Linked DNA regions of Mus musculus: region 1 is linked to region 2. The links are chromatin contacts, called in public Hi-C maps. All regions are on one chromosome and are shown on one strand. Each heading gives the region's core, a stretch centred on a gene start, on an enhancer-like site or on the middle of the called end of the contact. The rest is flanking DNA. Distances are from core to core; before and after follow the strand shown. Region 1 has its middle 120 kb from the start of 1700019E08Rik. Region 2 overlaps Gm30374 (a long non-coding RNA gene).

Region 1 (5,491 bases), core at 2,414-4,913, 2.1 Mb after region 2:
AGTAAGAGTGAAAAGCAAATTGCTTAAAGACTGAACCAAACAGCTGGGCGTGGTGGTGCATGCCTTCAATCCCAGCACTCCGGAGGCAGAGGCAGGCGGAATTCTGAGTTCGAGGCCAACCTACTCATTTTGGTCTACAAAATGAGTTCCAGGACAGCCAGGGCTATACAGAGAAACCCTATCTCGAAAACAAAACAAAACAAAACAAAACAAAACAAAACAAAACAAAAAACAAAAACAACAACAATAACAAAGACTGAATAAATAAATAAATAAATAAATAAATAAATAACTCACTCTTGATATTAGGGCAAGAAGTATTTTTGGTTTTGGGTTTTGGTTTCTTACTTTTTTTTCAGTTTGGTTTTTTTAACCCCATGCTAGTTCTGTCAGTTGCTTCTCCTCTCTTACGTCTTTATCTCTTCCTCCCAACTGACTTACTTTTATGCCACGTGTTGATAAACTTCCTTGATTTCTTCAGTTTGGTCATATGACTCCATATTCAAAATCAAACTGATCAACAGTTGAATGTACACCAGTCATGGAATGTCAAGCCATGAATTTAAACATACAGGAATTTTATTTTATTTTCCTATATCCGAACGTTTTGATTTTTTGCTTAAAGCCACCATATATTAAAAATGAAAACACCTATAAATAGAGTCTTTTCTTGTTGTTGTTCAACTTTTCAGAGAAGTTCACTCTTAAGAATACTTAACAAAAACCCCAGTATCAGACATGAGAAACGCTATTTTCAGTTGTTGTCTAGGACTACCTAAGAGATTCTCAAAGTATATAACCTATAGTTGTTGCACTAAAACTCCAGAGGTGGGAGGTGATTCCCATTGTTGGAAATACTATGCAGTTTAGGATCTGGGCCCAGAAACCCCTGAGCTGGAACTGACCTGAATGATCTTTCCTGAGAAGGGATTTCATAGTAGCAGAAAGTACTGTACAAACTTCCAAAGTAGGGATGCAGTCAACAGTCCTACCCAGATTGATAGATATGAATGAAATGAATGCTACTGTGCATGGCATAGTAACCCTACAGGGTCAGCAGTGGCATGTATACCTTCATGATAAACAACAGCTCCATAATTAGACTTAAGACTCTCTCAACAAGAGAGAAACCATGCTGGCTCTTGGAAACCTAGGTATTCTACTGTTAATGAAGTCAAGGTTACCAGAGAAAAATAGACAACTAGTCATTTACCAAACCAGAATAATCCCTATTAACAATCTATAAACATTTGTTCATATACTAACAAATAAGTGTAGTCTTCAGCCCTCATTTAGTAAACTTCTCTTTACAACAAATAGGGCCCACTACAGACAATGACAACCAACTAAAATGCAAAGCACTGTAGTCTACTGAGACTGTATGTGTGTGTGTGTGTGTGTGTGTGTGTGTGTGTGTGTGTGTGTGTGTGGAGAGAGAGAGCGAGAGAGAGAGCGAGAGAGAGAGAGAGAGAGAGAGAGAGAGAGAGAGAGAGAATCCCTAAATATTCCTAAGGATTAGGGAACATGGTGGCAGAAGGCCTTGAAAGACTGTAAGAGCCAGAGAGATCAGAGAGTTTGTTGTTTGTGTCTCCTGGAAATGTCAGAAGCAAAACCCATAGAGTCTCATCAAGATGAATGTTCAACTATGAGCTGCACAAGAGTTATAGCAATAAATACACCAAATTGGACAGAAAAAAGCTCATGAAGTCTCAGACTTACACAGAGAATTATAGACAAGTGAGGGAAGCTGGGACCAGGAGAGGTGATCTTCCCCAGGAAAGAGCACATTGATTGGTTGTCCAATGCGAAAAGGTCATCTGTGAAAACATACATACAAGTAACATTATATAGACTTGATATAGGATTGACCAGCCCATTGTCGGTGTGGTCACCCCTGGGTGTGGTCCTAGGTTCTATAGGAAATTAAGCTAAGCAAGTACTGAGCAGCAATCTTCTATGGTCTCTAACCAGCTTCTGCCTCCAAGTTCCTGCATGTTTGAGTTCCTGTACTGACTTCCTTCCATGATGAACAGTGATGCTGAAGTTTAAGCCAAACAAAACTCCCTCCCTTATGTTGTATTTGATCAGAGTGTTTCATCACAGCAATAATAACCTTAAATAAAACAAGATGTGTGTGTGTGTGTGTGTGTGTGCATTCACATACAATATATGCATGCAATAACAACTAGTAAAACGAAGAGGACTTGAATTTGAAGGCAAGTGGGGAGAAATATATGGGAGGGTTTGGAGGGAGTTAAAAGAAAGAAGTGTAGTGATTAAATTATAATCATAAAAACTAAAGCAAATGTTTTCAAGAATAAAAGGCTCTTATTTTCACAGAGATGAACGTGGATGGTGGCTAAATGGGCCACAGGGAAAACATTCCGCCACAATGATACCAAATGAGACCTGGTTTAGTCCAAGACTCTGTGATATGCTACTGTGTACACATATTGATCCTCTTTCTGCAAGTGTATGGTGTTTCAGTTAGCTTTATTCTAGAAGGTAGTTTCTGCTTTTCACTAGTTCGAAGACAACCATTACTTATTTTTTCTTTCCCTTTCCTAGAAATTTGTGAATGAACAAATACACCATAAAGCTATTTCTATGCTACTGCCCCTTAGGATGCTTGTTAATGGGAAGCTCCACATTTTCCTAGTTCACTTGACTTTATCTGGAGTTTGGGGCACATTCCCCTTTACTCTCAGGCACTGTGTATTATATAATTTCTATTATTCCTGCCTTTTCACCTCATTCCTTTCCTCACCTTGCAAAATTGTTTTGTACTTTTGAAGGAGGCTTCCTTTTATTAATGAGGAATTAGCCCATGTTTACTTTTTCCCCCTTTGAGGTCAAATTGTATGCCACAGTAACGTATTGCTGAAAATATACAATCTGAAGTTGTTTTACAATCCAACATATTCTCTAAGACTGAAGATGACATCTGCTTCCAATTCACTAAATCTTTTTACTCAGTCTTATCATCTACCCAATAACAATAATCTGATTACTTCTTCAAGGATATATCCTAAGGTTTAAATGAAATATTAAAATACATCATGATAATTATACTTGGTTGGCATTAGCTATGTTCACTCAGTTTTGTAGACCCACTCAGTGCCTTTGCTTGCAGATAAGCTTCATACATGTTTTCAGGTTTGAGCTCATAGCAGAGGGCCTGAAAAATCCTTCTTCAATGTCTAATAAAAGGGAGTCCCAGGGAAGCAGAGAGGGCATGCACATAGCACTGATTCAAAAGGTACAAGAACCCATCTTGGTAGAAAAGAACAGGCTTTTACAGTTTGGAAAGCAAATTCTTACTAATATTGGCACATTATGTTTTCCTCTCCAACCCTATGCTGTCATAAACTTCTTGTCTACTACATTAGCATAATGTAAGATGTGATTGGGTAGAAAACATGAATGAAAGGGATAATAAAAATGTTTGCTTGAAACACTAGCTGAACTCATTTTGCTACCTCCACATTTTCACATAAAGGAAAAAATGGGTTAATAAACCAGATGCCATAGCCACAGTCACACATCATCTAAGTCAGGACTAAGTTCAAATGTTAGAACTGCTATCCTGGCTCTTCCTAAGCATCATTCTCTTCCCATGGGAGGGCGCCTTCCCTGAGTAACACATTATAAGTGATTTCTGGGCATGGAAGACAGAGATTACAGTTGCAGAAATTGGATCCTGGCTTCTTTCACTGCTTAAAGGAAGTGACTGGGCTGTTTGGATTGTCTCCTCTGTTTTTTGAAGCTTTACTATGAAACTTATCGACTTGAAACTTGTTCCAACGTCTCAAGTTCCTTGCCACAGATAGAGTTTTTATCTTAAAGGAATCTTTCATTTTCTTTGTCTGCGCAATGTTCCAGGGCCTGGATATCATCTAGTCTTTGGGTAACATCTTCCAGATTTGTTTTCAGCTGATTACATGTTGCTGAACAATCACGTTTTCTATCCTAAACAGCACAAACCCAAGTGTTGACAGTGTTGGCTCCTAGCCATGAGAAACGTGAGGACACGGCATGAGGCTTTGACAAGCATGCTTGATCTTAACTATTCTGAAAGAGCTACACACCCTGAAAGAGTGGAAATGGAAATCTCTTCAATGTTGAGACATGAACAAGGGTGTGGGGCCCAGTCTCTGTTGTGGCTGCTCCTGCCTTCTACTGTCCCCTCTTCGTGACAATGCAATCATTTCAGAATTCTCTGAACAATTTCTTACACTTTAATACACATAAGTGTTTCTATTGGAGCCAAGGACTGTATCCAAGAAGCCCCTCTGGGAATGAGAGTGGCAGCAAATACCCATGTTTTTTTTTAGGAGAACATTGCAGACTTAAGATATCAGAAAGAGTAGAAAAGTCTTGAATGGGGGTTCCTTTTTTTCTAGTTTTAGCTTCTCATTAAGCTTCTGTTTATTTGTTTGTTTGTTTGTTTTTGCCTAGTTTTTTTCCCTCATAGACTGCAGTAAGACTATGCCCTATATGCCTACACAATTGTAACAAGCCTTTAATTTGATTTTATTTCCAGTCCACCAAAAAGGGAGCATTGTTCTGAGCTAGAATGAAAGAAAGACAGACAAGTGTCTACAACCAAGGAGTCAGCTGAGGTTGGAGAGTCGAAACTAAAACAGTTGGTATGCACAGCAATTTCCTTAGCAGTACTCAACAACCATGCTCCTAGAAATTAAAACTTCAATGAACCCAGATATGCCTTGGGCAGAATCAACTCCTCTGCTCATGGTTCAACTGTAGAACTGATTCTGTTGGTAGGTCTGAAGAGTTCTGTACTATCATTAAAGTTCAGTCCTCAAATCACAAAATTAGATGTTAAACCATGGGCACAAGGAATGGATGAGTCTACCGGCATTTGTGGGGGTGCTGTGTTGTTTTTAAATTTAAGGAGAATTTACATTATATTTTAAGAATATTTTGCTTATTCTCTGCTAAACATAAAAAATAAAAATAAAGGAGTGTTATGTGGAGGCTGAACTGTCTAATCAGAGGACAGTCAACTCTAACTTACCATGTGGAGGCTGAACTGTCTAATCAGAGGACAGTCAACTCTAACTTACCTCAATATGAAGGCTGAACTGTTTAATCAGAGGACAGTCAACTCTATTTAACTTACCTCAATATGAAGACTGAATTGAAGAAACTCTGATGACTTTGGCCACTACAAACTGAAAAACTATAAAATAGAAGAGAAAATCATCATGGGAGAAGAAAATGAACATGAAGTAGAAAGTTCCCTTTGCTTAATTTAATGCTTCCCAATACCATAGTTCTAGATTAACAATACCACATGATATCAAGCCTAATACACAATCTCTAACTCAGAATTTCAGAAGACTTTGTAAAAACCATGATAATGGCTAGCCTATCAAAGGTCACAGGAAGTATCAACTTGATTGTAGAAGAAATGAATTTTATAAAAGATTAGAGGGAACCTAAACTAGGCTGTGAAAGGTTGTTTCCT
Region 2 (5,849 bases), core at 587-3,086:
TTTCTGGTTGAATTTGCTCCATTCACCAAGCTAATGGATTCCAGGGTTCTTGTTTCCACTTCCTGGTACTCAACTTTTGATTTGCCAGTGTCTCTTTGCTAAGCTTCTCTCTGTAAAAGGGAACACCCTCTGTCCTAAGTTGAGCACTGGCAGGAACTGATGGGGCCAGAAAACAGCTGAAGAAGACCTTGGCAAAAATATATCAAAATGTTTTGGCCTTTCTGTGCCTGGATGCCTGGATGGATAAGAGGCCATCACAGACCTGGAAAAATAAATGCTTCATGCCCCCCCCCCCCCCCCCCACACACACTTATTTTCCAAATCCACTGCAATATTTTCAGAACCCTGGACAAAAGACAAAGTAAAATCACTCAAACTGTGTTATTAATCAAAAGTTTCCAAACAAACTATGAACCCCAGCACAATTCTATTTGTTCACATAGCAACTCCTCTCCGCAGGACCTGGGTCACCTCATTGAAACATCGGTTCCTTCCGCAGCTTGGAGTGCAGGTGACCCTGGCTCTGTTATTGCTGTTCGGTTTCCATTTTGCTTTCTGTGACACAGTTCAAGATCTCCAATACTTCACCAAACCTACCCTGGGGGAAAAAATATCTCTCTTGAAGGGAACACACCCCTGGCAGCGTGCCTGCTCTGGATGGCCCCGTGGCTAGATGGATGGAGGGGTGATTTAAATGAAATCTCAAGCAGACACACGGATTCTTGGGGAGTAAATGTCCAAATATCCAGTTCTTGAAAGTGCCCACAGAGGCAAAAAGCCACAAAGGCCATGTCCCAAACAAACCACTGTTATGTTTTGTTTTTTTGTTTTTGTTTTTGTTTTGTTTTGTGTTTTTTATCAAGTCCCATCTATTAAGTCGCAATCCTCTCCCAATAGCCCATAAGATTAGGGTTGGTGACTTAACCCTCTTGCTCCCAATCCTTCCGCACAACCACATCCCTGAACGTCACAGCACTAAGGAGCAAGTATTGACCATAACTGGGGACAACTTCAAAGCCATTGAGAGATGGCACTGATCTTACACAAGAGTTAATGGAATTACACACGGAAACATTGGCAGACAAACAACACACATGTCCATCCATGGTCACTAATTCGTCTTAAAGCTTGAAAGCTAGTAATAGTAGTAGTAGTAGTAGTAGCAGTAGTAGTAGTAATTTATCCTGGTAACATTTGCTTAACCTGTGATCACTCAACTTAAACTCCCCTTAATTTCGGGACAGTATGATGCAAGAAGAGTGACTTCAAAAGATCATGGTCTTGTGTGTGTCCCGTCCATGAGTCTGGAGAATGGTCAGCTGCTGGTACTACCTGCTCACCTACACTGTTGATTAGGCTTAGCTGCTGCGTAAGGGCAATATCTACCTGTGCTTTTCCCAGGCAAACATCACCATATTTGGCCAATCTAGCCGAGCTAGGATAGCCAATAATCTACGGGGCCACATGACTGAGGCTTTTGAGAACTGCTGCCTCAACGTAGGACATTCTAGTTAGTTAAAACCCCAGAGAGGTCCCATCATTAGTATTTACGCTGATTCTTGTAATGGCCACAAGGTGGCGCCAAATCACAAAGAAAACTGACTGGAGCATGGCTGTTCTGGTGGATTTGCATATTTCGCTGCTGGGACATTTCTTTAGTCTCCCGATAGGCATCATTCCTCGATTTCCCAGATGCATTAACGTTTGCATCCGATCTTTCTTATCTTTGAAGGATTTTGTTCTAGAAATCAAGAAATCAATGAAACAGAGGGAGGGTTCGGAGACTGCAGATAATCTATAAAGCCATACAGTTAAGTCTAAGAGATGAGAGCAGACAGAGCTTGGAGTTAGGGGGACAGAAGGCCTGCACTGTGGCGGCACCTCCCTGCAGCTCCCTGTTCTGAAGAACTCTGGTATGACTTCACGTGTTCGTCTTTCTCACCACTGGATATCAGCTCTGTAGTCTCAAGTGTAACTCTGGGGCTACGTCCCTGAAGTATTAGGTGGCACCGTGAAGGTACCTGCAACTTATGCACTAGAAGGGCTTGTCAACATAGATTGGCACACACTACTGTTAACAATGAAGATCTAGTGACTGGAACAGCCTTGAGCCACACCCCCTTCCAATGAAGCACTTGGCTTCACTTCCACAAGCTGTGTGTGTGTGACTTCGTGCACACATATCGATACACCTACATGTCTATATGAATAGATTTGCATACACTAGACAAGCAGAGTTAGGTTCTCATTAATTATGCACGTTTTGGTTGCCTGTGGTTGACAATAGATTTTTTTTGTAATATTTGTGGATTTTCTGATCTGTAGCATAAAACAATTACATTATTTAAGAGGAATGTAAGCTCATTAATGCATCAGGAAGGTTAAATCTTACCTAATCTTTTATTCTGGGCACTCCCAGACAATGACCTCATCATTATCCCATCTTCTTATATAACAAGATCTGTGTTTTCTTTTGAGCTTTTCGATGGGCCCATCTAGAAGTGTCACATGTTAGGGCTCCAAAGACAAAAGCAAAATTGTCACTGTGGGACATTTGAAAAAGTTTTTTGGCTTATGTGCCTGGTATTTGGTGAGGGGCTCATACATGAAAGCAGGAAGCATGGCAACCATTTTGAGACCACGAGGGACAAGATGACAGGTTCCTAGCTAACTAAATCTTTGCAATTCTGAGTCCCAAAGTTCACTCTGTCAATGTTTGCCATAGCCCAAGTTTATATTTCTCTTTACACACACACACACACACACACACACACACACACACACACACACACAACCTTGCACATATGTCAAATCCCCTGGTACTTTGGATTTTCTTTTGTACAAGACATAGAATCCTACCTTCATTAGATAATAGCTGGAGCAGCCTCGCATGCTTTCCTTGAACTTGTCTACAAGTCTGTCTACACTTGGCACCCACTAAATATCACTGAAGCAATCTGGGCTGCTATTCTTCAATGTTCTCTGTTCTTTTAAAATTGAGCTTTAAATCATTATTTCGTTTGGACAACTCAAAACCGGAACTGAGCTATATACTTCACATGGGCTCAAAGGGGCTGCGGACACACTGTAACAGCAGACTGAAAAGGTGAAATAAAGAGAGAGAAAAATGAATGAAGTGATATAGACCATGGAAAGAAGAGGTAAAGAAGATGAGGAAGTAGAAGAGGAAGAGGAGGAGGAGAAGAAAGAAGAGAAGGAGGAGGAAGAGGAAGAGAAAAAGAAAAAAGAGGAGAAAGAGGAGGAGGAGGGAAAAGAGGAAGAGGAGGAGAAGGGAGAGGAGGAGGAGAAGGAAAAGGAGGAGTATAAGGGAGAGGAGGAGAAGGAGAAGGGAGAAGAGGAGGAAGAAGAAGAGGAGGAGGAGGAGGAGGAGGAGGAGGAGGAGGAGGAGGAGACAGCCTGAGATTCACACAGTGAATAAGGGGGTGAATGGGGAGAGTCATTATCAGTGCAGGCTCTGGACACTGGACAGGAGAAATGCAGAGTACAGAGGTATGGAGCAGCTGAGGGAACCCCTGTGTGTGTGCCGGCCTCCAGAGGGCAAATAAAAGCCACCGATTACAAAGATAGAAGCTCAGATAAAGTATGGCTTGACAGGTGGCAAGTTCTCAAGGAATATTTGCTGAAAGCAAATGATAGGATCACTGTGAAATAATCCTGTCAGTCTAATTAATCTCTGATAAGGAGGATGGGAGGGAGAATTGAAAACACCACACACAAGAGCAGCTTGCCTTTTATACGTCATCTGTAACTGTTTACTGATGACACCCTTCTTATAAAATACACTGCAATGCCGTGGCCACCCTGGAACACCTAGGTGGAGATTCTGATGGAGTCCAGAACCCTGTAGTGTTTTTAGAGTTAGTTTTCCTTTCGTATTTTTAATGTGTGTGGTACAATGTTACAAATATCTGATTCCTTACGGGGGGCTGAAAGGAAGGAGAGTAATGGGTGTCACAACAGAAGTGACTCCTGCGGTTGTCTAAACTGACCTCCCTGTGTGGTCCCACCTGTAACTACCTGAGGGTTTTTAATATAATTTATCAGGAAAGGCAGGCATGCTAGAGTGGGGAAGAGCCAAGTTTCTTCCCTATAGCTGTACCCAGTGATATTTCATTAGGACGCTCATAGAATAAATGTTTCCAACTATGAGAATAAGATATTTGAAGTTAAGCATCTAGAAAATCTTTGATCCAGTATGAAATTATTGTCAGCACATCAGCTTTATGAATGTCTTTATTCCCAGGTTTAAAGATAGTCCTGTAGCTTCAGTTTACTTCAAAATCAGTATTTGCCTTCAATTTCAAGATTCAGATTTGAGGATCTGAGAGATGCTGGACCTTGGGGACGTGGAGAAAGTAACACACAGCTACTGTGTCATGGCCATGAACTTGGTGATTTCAAAGACAAAGTCTATCTTTAGTTCCATTCTTCCTTACCTGCCAGTCACCAGACCAGGATGTGAGTAGCTGCGCACCATCATGTGCTCTGTCCATGATTCTCTGCCTCACCACTGGACAAGAATTCTGCAACAGGGCCGAAGGACCACGGATCAAAACCTCAGGCATCTCAAGTCCCATTCAGTCTTCCCTCCATCTTTTTCAGGAATGGTGTCCCATGGCAAAAACACAAACAAACAAACAAAACCAAAACCCAAAAAGCAGACAAACAGTAATTTTTTTTAATTTTTATTTTTTTTAATTAGGTATTTTCCTCATTTACATTTTCAATGCTATCCCAAAGGTCCCCCATACCCACCCCCCCAATCCCCTACCCACCCACTCCCCCTTTTTGGCCCTGGCGTTCCCCTGTACTGGGGCATATAAAGTTTGCAAGTCCAATGGGCCTCTCTTTGCAGTGATGGCCGACTAGGCCATCTTTTGATACATATGCAGCTAAAGACAAGAGCTCCCAGGTACTGGTTAGTTCATATTGTTGTTCCACCTATAGGGTTGCAGTTCCCTATAGCTCCTTGGGTAATTTCTCTAGCTCCTCCATTAGGGGCCGTGTGACCCATCCAATAGCTGACTGTGATCATCCACTTCTGTGTTTGCTAGGCCCCGGCATAGTCTCACAAGAGAGAGCTATAACTGGGTCCTTTCAGCGAAATCTTGCTAGTGTATGCAATGGTGTTAGCATTTGGAAGCTGATTATGGGATGGATCCCTGCATATGGCAGTCACTAGATGGTCCATCCTTTCGTCACAGCTCCAAATTTTGTCTCTGTAACTCCTTCTATGGGTGTTTTGTTCCCATTTCTAAGAAAGGGTAAAGTGTCCACACTTTGGTCTTCGTTCTTCTTGAATTTCATGCGACAAACAGTATTTTAACATGAAAAACTATTGACAACCAGTCCATACTTTACTTTGGAGGAAATAAAAGAATCCATGGAATTTTCATGCTTGACTGACCATTAGTGAACTTTCCTACGATGGTCAGCGAGCTTCAATGTATGCAATTCAGTGCTTAAAACCCGAAGAATACCTTTGACTGGGTTAAAGTCTACCTCGTACAGCTAATGGAGTCACATATGCTACGATGAAAACTGCTGATCCAAGGATGTCTTCTTGAAATATTGAGTCCACAGAATCCTAATTCAGTAGGTCAGTGGCACTCGGATTTCAGTGTGTGTAAATTCTGCTCATTTTGGTGCAGTTTTGGCTAGATTTGAGGAGAGTTGTACAAACAAGTAAGAATTGCTCTCCATTTCTTAGCCAGCGAAGGTTTTAAAAGAGCTCACTACAGAAAGGAGACAGTGTTATTTCCCAGAGCTGCAGTGGTTTTCTTCATTACATGGAGGCAAAAGTATGTTTTCATTTTGAATATTCAAGC

What was found. A called contact is a pair of places that touch in the nucleus more often than the background predicts.
Region 1: a Hi-C map of the N1E-115 cell line shows a contact between it and region 2, with 6 times the contacts expected there. The contact joins two enhancer-like sites.

What each region holds. Positions count from the first base shown.
Region 1 is chr2:45,814,493-45,819,983 of GRCm38.p6, forward strand. No RefSeq gene overlaps it. Among named protein-coding and RNA genes, the nearest start is that of 1700019E08Rik, 120 kb to the left of the region's middle. Within about 2 kb of position 3,664, at least 9 of the 459 cell types and tissues checked have an H3K27ac peak or open chromatin away from gene starts, as enhancers often do. A contact at or near this core is called in the N1E-115 cell line, where this site is marked.
Region 2 is chr2:43,721,320-43,727,168 of GRCm38.p6, forward strand. It overlaps Gm30374 (a long non-coding RNA gene), which reads right to left. Exons shown (of 6, transcript XR_866181.1): 4 at 4,458-4,614. Among named protein-coding and RNA genes, the nearest start is that of Gm30374, 5.2 kb to the right of the region's middle. Within about 2 kb of position 1,837, at least 26 of the 459 cell types and tissues checked have an H3K27ac peak or open chromatin away from gene starts, as enhancers often do. A contact at or near this core is called in the N1E-115 cell line, where this site is marked.